2 separate regions of the Cyprinus carpio genome follow, and region 1 is linked to region 2. A link is a contact called in public Hi-C data. All regions are on one chromosome and are shown on one strand. Each heading gives the region's core, a stretch centred on a gene start, on an enhancer-like site or on the middle of the called end of the contact. The rest is flanking DNA. Distances are from core to core; before and after follow the strand shown.

Region 1 (6,477 bases), core at 2,926-5,425, 43 kb after region 2:
GTGAAAGTCGTGTTCTAAAAAAAAATTGTTAAAATATTTATTATTTATATAAATTTCTAACATTTAGTGTATAAAAGTCTTGTTTAAATCTGTTCATCATATGAAGTGATCATATCGCTTCACAAGACTTTAATTGAATTTGTATGTTGGGATCTCTTCAGGTTTCATTAAAAATCTCGTAGTTTGTGTTTCAAAGATTGACCGATGTCTCATGGTTTTGGATTGATATGATGACAGAATTTCATTTTTGAGTGAACTATTCCTTTAAAGCACATTATTTAAACTCACTAGATGGAAATTGTTCTGAAAGCAGCAGAATGGATGGTATTTTTGTAGGAATTCTGTTCAGTTCTTGCTCTTGGCCCTGTTGAATTCAAACACTTCCGTTCTAGACTCGTGCAGTGCATCAGAGCAAAGCAAGTAGGTTTCAATTAAAGAACGTGGGAGTTTGGCAATTTATTGTTACTCTGGACCTTCTGCTTCACTTAACGTCACAGCGAAGCCTGCAGAAGATGCAAGTTTGTGTATGTGCAAGCTAGCTTGTTTGATGTCTGTGAGAATGTCAGACTTTTACAAGAGTGCCTTGATTTGTGCATCTTGTGTGCGGGCGTCTTCATGCTTGTGTAAGAGGCAGCGGATTCGATTGATTGAGAACTAAAAGCCCCACTGAGGAGCGCAGACAGCTGTGAGGAGGAAGTTAGCTCTGAGTGTGTGTGTGTGTGTGTGTGTGTGTGTGTGTGTGTGTGAAATGTGTGGGCCTTAATGTAGATGCATTATCACAAGCTCTGGTCCATTAATAATGACACATGTAATTTGCTGCCTCTCTAGTGCCCTTCTTCCTCATGCCCAAAATGGGATAAAAATCCATGATTGGTGCGTTGTGTAGAAAGCTGTTTGTCAAACTGTGGATATCCCAAATCTGCCACAAATAGGAGGATGGCATTGGCAAAGCTAAACGATTATGTTGGCCCCCGCTCCCCACACAAATGTACGTACTGCCCATTTACAGCTATTTAACTGGTGATCCCACTGGGACTTTAGTGTGTGCAGTGGAGACGTATCAAATGACTGTAAATCGAAACACATCAAACTGTGTGAACAATCCATTTGTTTTAATAAAGTCTGTAAACATGCTAATTTTAGCAGGATTCTTGAGAGATGTTCAACTGTCATATTTGAACTGTAAGAAGTACTTTTAGAAAATAAGAAATAAAAAAACTAAATAGTACTTGTAAATAAAGACACCAAACTATATACCAGAAAAGATCAATTAATAGCTTCACATTACTATAAGGTATGTTTACATGCACAAACGTTTAATCTGAATTAATCCAATTTGTTTTCAGATTTTGGAAGTTCTGCTTATATGAACCCTAAATCTGATTCACATACAGTATTACTTCCAAACAAAACTTGTTCAGAACTGGAGAAGGCTTGCAAATTAATGTCAGTGAGTATAATTGTCATTTGTGCCTTGATGACGTATAAAAAAAAGAACGATGACAAATATTTCAGAAGAGCTTTTTTAGAAAATATTTGGTTAATATTCAGTCTCCTTCACTGACAAGTTTGTAGTGTGTTAGATGTAATTAACCATACACATGTTCATAAGATGCAAAACTTAATGTAAATGTATGCATTACACATTGCTTATGTGCCTGATACGATAGATTGCAGTGTTTAGATGAAGATTGAGCCATCAGATTAGTTGGTTACATATAAATATAGCTATTAAATACTGCTCCTAATCATTTCTAACTAGTGATCTTACTATTTATTTTGCTTGAAATGTTTACATATCCATTGAAGTGAAAAAAAAGTGTAATAGCATATAATTATATAAGGACAAGAAACGTTTCTCCTTTTATTTACTTTGCTGTGCAGACATGTTGACAAGCAATAACAGACATCAGTCACAGCACTCATTCAGACTGAGAGAACGGATGGAGAAATGACAGAAAAACAGAAAAACCACATCTGGAGTTTTTTCCATGCTAGATGACGAGAAAGCTAAATATATGACATTTGCTATAATGTGTTTGTGTGATGTTTGTTATAAATGTAAAGTTAAAAGGTTTCTGTAATGGTTAGTAATAAAAAAAAATGAAATCTGAATTTGCCTTTTAAAATGTTAAATATAAGAAAAATACTAAAAATACATTGACTAGACTAGAGGTATAATATCAGTATCATTATCAGCAATACTGACTTTGATATATCGAAAAGGAAATAAGTGGTATCAACCTTACCTTATTTTTAATATCAGTATCAATATCAGCAATACTGACTTTGATATATCGAAAAGGAAATAAGTGGTATCAACGTGTGCGAATCCTTTCATTTCAGCTGCATCTGCTTGTGTGAGAGAAAGTGTGCATGCGTGCCACTAGCAAGCATCTGTTCTTGTGTGTGTATGTACTGTACCTATGTTGGGGATAAAGTGCATGAAAGGGCACAGGTGCGGTTGAGTCAGCCTTTTAGACTTAAATTTCTGAAGCCATTCGGTTTCTCCTGCTTTCTTCTCGGTCTGGCAGAAATGCTAAGTGTGATTCGTTGCCCATGGACAGAGCTGTAAAACCAGCTGGGCTCCTAGTCAAGGTTGATTGGATTGCAAATAGCACTGAGCGGAAGGTTCGGCCTACATCAGTGGCTGTCACCGCTAATGACCTCTGCTTTGGGCCTGAATTAATTCAAGCCTGTGACAGTGGCTGTTTAGTGTGTATATATGAACATGAGATTTATATTCTTAAAATCAGCTTCACCTAATCATTCTCAGAACAAGAATCCTGATTTTTTTGTTATCATGTTGCCATGCAGTTGCTCAGTTGCTAGTGTTCTCAGTGGCTGTTAGCTTGTGGTTGGTCAACATGTTGTTATGGTTGCTAGGGTGTTCTGCATGGGGCCAGTTGCATAAACTGCTTAGACTAGTCTTAAAAAGTTAGTCATCTAATTTTTTTTTTCTAATCATGACTTCAGTTCCATTACAAAAAGATAAATTCGTCTTATTTGAATATGAAAAGTAAGACTGATTACCCCTTGTCTATTGCTAGTTGGTGAAACTAGTTCTTTAGGCACAGTCTTAACATAGTGACTATGTTTATGCAACTGGCCCCTGTGAATGTTAGCTGGGGAGTTGCTAGGTGGTTGCTAGGGCGTTATTAGTTGAGTCTTATTGGCCAAAGCTTAAAGCCCACCTTTGGGTCACATTTTGGTTGTTAACGTTGCTGGGCATTTGCTAAAGTATTCTTAGTGGTTGTTGGCATGTTGCTATATAGCCTGCTATTTTTTATTTTGACAGGTGACTTTTATTCTTCAGTAGAATAGTAAAGAAGATTTTTAGTGTTATTTTTTATTTTGACAGGTGACTTTTATTCTTCAGTGAAATGGTGAAGAAGATTTTTAGCTCATGTGTGAACTATCCCTTTAAGCACACAGTCTTGTACCTTTTCCCTTTCATCTGATTTCTGAATTTGCAATGTTGTGATACACCTCATAGCTGATTGGTTTGGTTTATGGCTTACAACTCTTCAGCAAAGACTTTAAAAAATCCCTATAAAAAATACACAGGAAAAATACTTCCAGAACCAAGGCCACTGGAAATGTGGGCAGACACTGTTGCACTCAATAGTAATAGGCACTGTTGTACTAGTAATTACATCACTAGAAACAGTGACATTTCTTAAGCAAACATCACAAATGACTTCATGTCCATTATCACATCACATGAAGAGCTCATTACAAGTCTTATAACAGCTGTTACATCATTAACATGCTAGTAGGAATTCTAGGTGTTGCCACTATGATAATCTCTGTTCTTTGTGAATGCTGAAGTTCGAGAACAGCAGCTTGGTGAACAAGCGCAGAGAGAAATGTATGGGAGGAGTTTCCGTGTCGCTCCTCAGCAAGTGTAGCTGATGTTACTATGTATGGCTGCAGCTTAGCACGGCTTTATTCGATCACCTGCATGTGTCCTGGAACACAACGACTCTCTCCAGACCGCATTTACCTGATACGTGTGGAAAGGGTACAGATCTGGCCTCTTGTACTTAAACCTGGCCACTGATACTAATGCAGATTTTGCATGCCGACATAATTCTCTCACACACTCATACACACATGCTGGCTTTCACACGCTTGTGTAGTGAGTGTAAGTAATCTCCCCTGCTGTTACAGGCAGTGACTCATCATAAACACTCATGTGGCTGGCCTTGCTGGAGTACACTGTCCTGCTCAACCGCACACACAAACACACAGTAGTAACGAGAAATGAAAGCACAGCCTTCTGACTTACAAGCACACACATGCTCTACTACATGCTTTTGTAGCAATTGTGGTTAACAATAGTGTAAAATGCTGCCATAGGCAATATAGGCGGTCTCCAAGAGTGAAATCGCTTTCTGGTGTGGTTTAGGGATCATGCTACAGTATACAAATCAAATACATTTATTTATTTATTTGTGGTTTATATTCATTTCTTTTTTTTTTTTCAGTTTTTTCTTTTTTTATTATTTTATAATTTATTGATCATTTTATTGGATGTAAGTTGATTATAGAATAATTTTTCATTTTATTTAATTTTTTTATTTCATTTTATTTTTTGATCATGTTTGTAGATTATGGAGATTATGGAGATTTTATTTCTATTTAGTTTTATTGTTGTATTAGTTTGAATTTATTTAATTTTGTATTTTGTTTTCTAAACATAGGTAGAGACTACATGGCACATTTTCATTTCTGCTTAATTTTACTATTGTATTATTTTTAAATTTAATTTAATTATTGTATTTTATAAAAATGTGTAGACTATATAGGTATTTTTTATTTTATTTTATAAGTGAGTATAAAATATATACATTCATATAATCTAGATTTTTTTTTGTTTCTGTTTAATTTTAATTATGTATTTTAATTTTTAAATGGGTAAAGATAACCCAGGTATTTTTATAAATATACTGTTTTATTATATTTCATTTATTTAAATTATTATTATTACTATTTTAATTTTAGAAATGTATGTATAGACTACATAATTCATAATTTATTTTATTTGTTTTGTTTGGTGGAAAATTCATATTAGTTTTGCTTTTTTTTTTTCACCTGATGTTGCCAAGGGCTGCGAGTCAGGACCACTACTGCGATAGTGATGCACAAACTTGTTTGCTCACATGTATGCATAGACACACACACTAAAGCAAGCGAACTGGCTACCCACAGCAGAAAAACCACACGGCATATGTAAATGAGATGTGAGGGAAGTGTGCGTGCACGGCTCCCATGCAAATGTAATGGAGACCTCAAAGACAGAGGTTATAAATAGACTCGCAGCGTGCGGTTGCATCAATGAACACCACATCGCTCTTAAAGCGACACACACGACCCATTCTCATGCAAACGTGCATACTTCAGGGCACTCGAAAGAGGAATTTGGAGTTCACACAAATGAATGCTCAAAGCGACATGTAGCCCATTAAACATGGATCTGTGACGTCCGTCTGCAAAGATTTTGTATTTGTGTACAGTTTGTTCAAAATAGACACACACTCTTATTCTACTGTATGACAGAAAGCCTTTAAAGAGAAGGAGTAGAATTTTGGGGAAAAGAAAGGAAATAAGGAACAAGATGTCATTACGGGAATAGCACAAATAATGGATGAGAGTTTGTCAAGTATGCAGTGTAAGGTAAGAATTACATACCCACTAGTCTGTTCTCCTCACGGCGCCAGGCTGTGGGACTCCCTTAAAACTGCTTGTAAAAATGTCATATTTAAACATCACACTGTGAAAGGTTGCTTTGCTAAACCTGTATTCTCATTTACGTGTACCTTCTCTCTTTTTTTCGCACGTTTACACTCACTTCATGACCTGGAGGTGTTTAATCAGATTTTGTGCTGTTTCCCATATTGTAGTGATCTCAAGAAACCACCCACCTACCCACCAATTGCAAAACATTTGCATACAAACTCCATTTGCTGTTGCACACAGTGCAGAACTTCATGTTATAACATGTCTAAGCCAGGCATGGAGCTTTTTGTCCAGATGACTGCACGGGGTGGTCTTGGTAGACCTAAACCTACCCAACTGTCCAGCCCATCCTGAGGCGTCCTGTGGCCAACTTTATAGACCTATTACAAAGCTAGAGCATTTGAGTGGCATGATTTTGTCATTCTCTTGTGCTGTGTCTGGAATCACCCCCTATACCCTTGTATAGTGCACCATTTGAGGAAACAGCCATTTGTAGTGGTCATTATCAAATGTGCTCATTCAATCCCCTAATGCACTGCAATAATGAGCGTACAACGGATGTACATTCAACAGCTGAACGTTTTCTTTCTCTCATTCAGTGAACTACATTAATGGAGCAATTATGGTGGTTATTTCTAAAACACCAAAAAAAAAATGTTCTTTGCAGGATTCAGCGAAAGATTATAAACTAAAAATGAATCCCAAATTTATAAGTACAGATGTTAAAAAAGCCTT
Region 2 (6,749 bases), core at 125-2,624:
GTTGTAGTATTTTTGTTGCTGCTGCCGCCATGTTGTGGAGACGCTGTGTGTTTCACTGTGAAAGCGAAACTATCTTGTTTGGCCTTCCAAAAGAGGACGCTATCTGCTTCGTCATGCCTAGAGCTGAGCAGTGCCATAGAAGAAGTGGAGTCCTGCCCGGGGTCGTCACATGTGGTTACTACAAGCCCGCTGGCCGCTCCTTTGTCTAATACGCTGGCTGCGCCATACTCAAGTCCGCCGGCTGTTCCTCACTCTAGCCCGCAGTGTGAGACGCTGTGTGATGCATTTTATGGAGGACTGTTTCCTGAACCTGCAGTTCTGCAGAGCCTACAATGGGTCTATGCTCAAAGGCTTTTCTATAAAATGGGTAAGTTCCAACTTTGCAAGGACAGTCTGGCACTTCTGACTCACAGCCTGTAAGTACATGTTTTATATTTAAAGAATTTGCCACTGATGATTCAAACGTGAATTTTTAAGCAGTGTAGAGTAGCGCTTGTTGTTTGTTGTTTCTCCAATCACAAATGCAGACATGGTTTTATGTTTACGCAACACAATGCGTAAAAACACAGTATAATTAGTTATTGTTGTTTGTTGTTTCTCCAATGGATGAGGCAGATGTGTTTTTTTTTTTGGGTTTTATTGGTTTTGTCTTGTCATGCTGGGAGATGGCGTCACAGTATGTTAAGGGGCATAACATTTCTGTCACACACTTGAGGTATTCAGCCAATCACAATGCACTGGATAGATGGCCAATCAGCATACACCTCGCTTTTCAGAACTATGAGCTTTTTAAAAATTGACCTGTTTCAGAAAGGCGGGTCAAAGAGGTGCAACAATATTGTACATTATGTGGAAAATAGTATGTTTTTTTAACCAAACATAATGTTTTAGCAACGTCATATGACCCCTTTAATGCACAGGGTAAACCCCGGTCTTGAACATTGAATGAGTGGAGCAGAGAGACAGAGCTCCATGCTCATAGCTTTCTATAATCACTTGGCTCTAACTCCAATCCGGGATTTCCATTCCCTGTTCCTGTTCTGAGTGAATGATACAAATTTTGCAGTTTCCCACAATTCCCAGTGATATAGTACTAAATGGCAGCTCTCCCGGAACGCTGCTGTTTATATCAGATTACAGAAACGAACTGACATGTATTATTAAACTTTATAACACACCATTTGTTTATGGAGCCTCAAACGTCATTATGTTTCTCTATACTTTTAATGGAACAACCTCCAATCTCTTCTCTTTAACTGGGCCGGCCAACTGCTCCATATTTGGATTACACACACACACACACACACACACACACACACACACACACACACACACACTTACGCACGCCTCCACACACTCACTCCCTCCGTCACACACACACTCACTCACTCACTCACTGGAGGTGGGGGCACGGAGCGATAGAGCTATTAGCTCGGGCTGCAGCAGACATCATTGTGCGAGCGGAGGGGAGACGATTCCACCGGCAGTGCGCGAGAACGCACGGAGCCCTGGCAACACGGAGAGCCTCGCGCTTCTCTGCCCGTTATAGCGTACAGTAAGTCCGTGCATCTAATTTACCAGCACAAAACTGTCTTTGGGATTTGCTTGCGATCTGGGAAAAATGGCTGGGACCTAAAGGACGCAGGAGGAACGGAGTGTGACGTTTATTTAAAAACCTTTGTAAATATTTACTGTGACAAATGCATTAATTATTATGTCAACCTGTCTGCGGTCTACCGGACGAGATGTTCAAGATGTGCTGTTTGTCATCTCGATTAAAAATTATATAACTACTTTGAAGTAGCGCACGGGAAGCGGGGCGGTTACTTGCGAGCTGTAAGTCCGAGCAGGGAGCGCTCTCGTCGGGGCTGAGTAACTGCGCCACCCCGCCTCCTTTTATCGCTCCAGATAGACTTATAAATATAAATTTATCTGCGGATTACTGATCAGCCAGCTGTACTTTTTTGAGCAAACTGTCACTCGTCGTAGCTGTGCACACTTCTGCTGAGTCAACATTGTTGCTAGAAGCGTTTCGATCTGAAAACACAATCGCGGAAGTCTTAGTCTACACTATAGTTGCGACTTCACCCTTGTGCACTGTTTAATCCACGGCTACGCGGTTTATGCAAGTGCATTTATCGACGGTATCTGTTTAATTGAGAATAGCACGTACAAGGAAGGAGGCTACAACAGTTTTGTCTCCGCTTCACTGTCACTGTGTTTTAATAGACACTGGTTGTGTTTCAGTACCTAATGAGCGCACCATATCGTATGGTTCCTAAAAGGCGGTGCGATTTGTTCGGCGCGTTCTGAACTGACTCCAGTAATGCTGTATAGTAAGGCAGCCTTACTAGGTTTGAGACGCAGCCATTGAGTGTATCCCGTCGTGATGTCACTCGGTTCATCCCGGCTGGTTATATAATGAGCTGTTGCTGTGTATATTTCATATGTTTTTGCAGTGCCAGGTTTTGTTGCTTTATTAAATAAACCGTGCAGTTTAGCGTTGATTATGTAAACAGTTGGTTGAGACAGCCTTAAGTAGGTCTTTCGTTAGGATCAGAGTATCATTATATCACGTACTATACTGTACTGTCACTGTGTTCTGTACATTAATATACTATGCTTTGACTTTGTGCGCAGTTTAGAGCAGTTGCATACTATACTATACTATACAATACTATACTATACTATACTATACTATACTATACTTTACTGTACCAAACTATATTGTGCAATGTATATTACCTTTATTACATATATTACCATTTTTGCACGTGTCATATGATGAGATATGTTATACTTTATACTGTAATTCATACTATAGTATTCTATAATGCAGTATGCTACTATGATATACTACACTGTACCATGTAACATTGTTTTGACCTGATCCGAGATGATTGTGCACAGATTTATGACTCATGTGACAGTTGCTTATACTATACTATATACTATACTTTAACGCACATATGACAGTACAGTATATATTAGTGTACTATACTGTAGTATACTGTACTGTGTATTTTACACTGTATGCTGCAATATATAACTTTCATGTTAATTTTTAAATAATTTAATCTTAGTTAATAGTATACAGATTTACAATGGTTAAAGCACATAAACTATACTATACTATACTGTATTATAATAAATATACTATACCATGCTATGTATAGGTTTTGCTTTTGAATGGACTTTTGTGAAGGTTTATGGCTAATGACAGTTGTAGCATATTCTAATCTATACTTTTCTATGCAACATATATAGCTTTAATTTTTACAGCTCATATGACTTTTGCAGTAAAAGTAAAGCAAAAAATTCCATGTGAAAACATTGTTACTCCCAAATGGCTGTTTGAAAAGAAAAAAAAAATCTCCATTGATTTAGTTTACTGAGGAGATTTAATTCACTTTTAGACTTTGTATGCCCAGGGGCGGATTTAGTGATTTGGGGGCCCCAGGCAAAATATATGAATGGGGCCCTATGAATTTGCACACATTTACAAATTTAGCCTTGAGATTCCTTTTTTGTTGTAATGCTTGCTGCTTTTAGATGCATGATATTTTCATTTGCTACAAGCAGGATACACAAGAAGTGTGTTCAACTCGGACATGCAGATTGTTGTCATGGTGATAAACACCGTAAAAGCAACCGTTCGCATGTCCGTGCTTAATGCACATCTTGTAGATGGAAAGCATTTTAGAGGGCCCTTAGCTTTTGGGGGCCCAAGGTGGTTGCCTACCTTTGCCTAAAGGGTAAGTCCGCCTTTGTGTATGCCGTAAAGAGGCAAAGAAAGAAGACAGACATAGTGAGAAATTAAATTTACTGCGTGAGACAAACTTTCATTGAATGTTGAAAGACCAGCATGTTTAAATAAAGGAGGATTATTTGCAGGGTCACCGTGCCTCAGTTTCACCATGTTCTGCCTAATATTGCTGCCGCATGCTCGGTTTTCATGCTTATTATTAGTGTACATTTCCAAGGCTTTTGGATGATTAAGAAATCCTGGCGCTTTTATTGAAAATCCTGTTGTTTTGGAGAGCGTGTGGATTAGTGTTTCCCCTTTTTTGTGCGGTTGTAATACAAACAGTATGGGCTGCCCTTTGCAACCTGGGACTAAGCTGTCTGCTCTGATTATGCAGTGAATGGTTTTTTTCAGAGGGATTTGTATGGTGGTGAATTGCTCAGTGCTATAACTCAGTAAGCAAATCTCTGTTTGATGGCCCCAGTACCACTTACTTTTAAATGCTAATGAGTAGTAATTAAGACACCGAGTATGGCCTAATCACAAGTGCTCTAGTGTGTCTGCTCATTTGTTCAGTTTACACATACACCTGCTGCTTGTGAAGTGCTCTATCTTGTTTCTCCTTAGTAGGTGTGCTGTTCAAACTACCACAGTGTCAGTGGAGTTGTGTTTGCTGAACCCAACAGAGCTTGTGACAGTTGCAGGCAAGGCTAAGTTGACACGCTTGAGTGCCCGTGAAATACAGAAGGACACACCTCCACCTGCAGACAGTACTTATATAATGCAGCTGTGATTGGCAGGGAGAGTATCAGCCAATGGGTGAGGAGAGCCAGCTGGACCAGAAATTTGTGAACACATTGGAGGGGTGGAGCTTAAGTCAACCTGGTTTCACCCTTTGCTGGAAAATAAGTATCAAGTTAGGCCTATCCAGGCAAGCTCTTAAAGTACACTCCCTCACAGGTATGCATGCATGAACTCAAGACCTGGGCTGCATTGTTCTGCAGCATAAAAGACAAATTAATGTTAGGCTAATTCTTTCTCTGAGCTCTAACTCTCTTGGCTATAGCTGCTTTTTTGTGAGTCTGTGACTTTAGAGTCTGTGAACGTGTTTGCACCTGGTATTGAAATCTGTCTCGGGTCATTTGATAGCAAGTGGCCATCTGTTGCTGTTTATACATCTTGCATGTTCCACATATACTTTCAGATTGTAATCTTGCCACATGCTGTTTTGAGTAGAACGATTTACATTATCTTAAATGGACACTTCACCCAAAAATGAAAATTCTGTCATCACTTACTCACCTTATATGACTTTCTTATAACACAAAAGAAGATATTTAAATAATGTTTTAGCTTTTTTTGTTTGTTTGTTTGTTTGTTCAGGGTCCAGAAGTTTAAAAAGGAGTTCAGTGGTTTAATTTAAGTGTTTGACTTTTTGTATTATGAGCAGGACAACATTTTCAGCCAAGACCAAGACAAAATGTGCCTCTAGTAATGTGCAAAACTCCAAAAACATACCTACATACAATTCACTGCAGTTTCCAGCTTAAATGCTTAAAACACCATTATTCCTTTACACACTTATTTTTAATGCAGGGACAGATTATTGATTAACAAAGACTTATTCTTGCATGGTTCTGAACTCAAAAGGCATTTTTCCATAGTGTATCATGATTTGTAAACGAATTAATTTTTACATTTGCATCACATAACCTGCTTCAAGCACAATAAAATGCCATTTTTGCTTTAATAAATGGATTTTTATCTCACATTTGCTCTTGTTAACTCTATTGGCTAGGTTTAAGGTAGGGTCTAGTAGGGATAGACATGTCACCTGAAGATCCAGTTATGACATTTTGATTAAATTTTATGAGGGGAAAAAAATGTAGCATGCATGGATTAATTATTAACAATAAGAAAATAGGGTGAATTTTCATTTAATTTAAAATCCTTGTTTTAGTGCACTGGTTGATTGACGGGTGAGTAGGCGGTCCTTCACTGCTCCCCAGGATGCTTCAGAATTGCGATGTAGTCACATGTGTTTTCCACTACCTCTGAATGTGATGTGAGAGATCCGATTTACACCTGTATTTATCTCTGTCCACCTGTGATCGGATGCTAGTACCAGTGTAAAAGGAGTCTAGAGAAGTTCAACGTCCTTTTGCAGTGTCAAATTCTCACAGTAGGGAGAGAGTATGAGGTGGGGAGAGGGAGGCAAAGAATAGGAGGGGAACGGGATCAATTGAGCAATGCTGTTTCCAGACCTTTATAGCCCTTTTCTTTCATCTCTCAGCACTATTCATTTGCTCTCCCTCCATGGGCGCAGTACACATCCCCAACCTGCTTTTGTACTCCAGCGCTCAAGAGCTTTTTTTGATATCGAGATGAAAAACATTCCTTTCTCCAATGAGTGGATGTCAGTGTGCATGCTGCTCTAGACTCCCCATGACGGCTTTATGTATAGCCTGAGTTTAAGTTTTTTATTTTTCAGCTGAACAATGCGATGAACAGTTTCAAGCACGTTCAAATTCATTGTTCTGTGAATGTGCTGACTTTTAATTTTTTGCTTATTCTTCTTGTCAAAGTGTGGCACTTCAGGATCATCAATAAATTTCTAGAAGCATAGTTAAAAATAAAGCACTTACATAAATCACATTTAAGCCTCCAGACTTCATGACATATCCAGACTCTGCAGCTTGGAGAGTAACATGCGCGCATGTGGTTTCTGGACAGCCAGAAGTGTTTTAAAATCCTGTTTAATGGCTTTATGTGGCCTTCGAGTCGGAAATATTGTGATCTTGAGTTAAACTTAAAAAGCACATGAATGACCAAGTGAAGTCATTTTAAGAGTGGGAAAATTCTTATTAATACCTGGCCCCTGCAATATCAAAGATGTCAGAAGGCAACACTGCAGTAGATTGAAGTAGGGCTCCACAATATTGGAAAAAACTGACATTATGTTTCTCTGCAGTATATATTGTGATATGATTTATTTATGTTTTGG

The links. A called contact is a pair of places that touch in the nucleus more often than the background predicts.
Region 1: a contact with region 2 is called in a Hi-C map of red blood cells, with 2.3 times the contacts expected there. The contact joins the enhancer-like site here to the promoter of LOC109111576 in region 2. A contact is called at or near these places in 5 of 8 Hi-C or Micro-C datasets (liver, red blood cells and skeletal muscle).

Annotation. Positions count from the first base shown.
Region 1 is chrA19:18,333,511-18,339,987 of ASM1834038v1, forward strand. The region is part of intron 2 of LOC109111576 (ataxin-1-like); the gene reads left to right. Among protein-coding and RNA genes, the nearest start is that of LOC109111576, 42 kb to the left of the region's middle. Within about 2 kb of position 4,176, at least 1 of the 8 cell types and tissues checked has an H3K27ac peak or open chromatin away from gene starts, as enhancers often do.
Region 2 is chrA19:18,292,972-18,299,720 of ASM1834038v1, forward strand. It overlaps LOC109111576 (ataxin-1-like), which reads left to right and starts at 1,375. Exons shown (of 4, transcript XM_042776862.1): 1 at 1,375-1,555.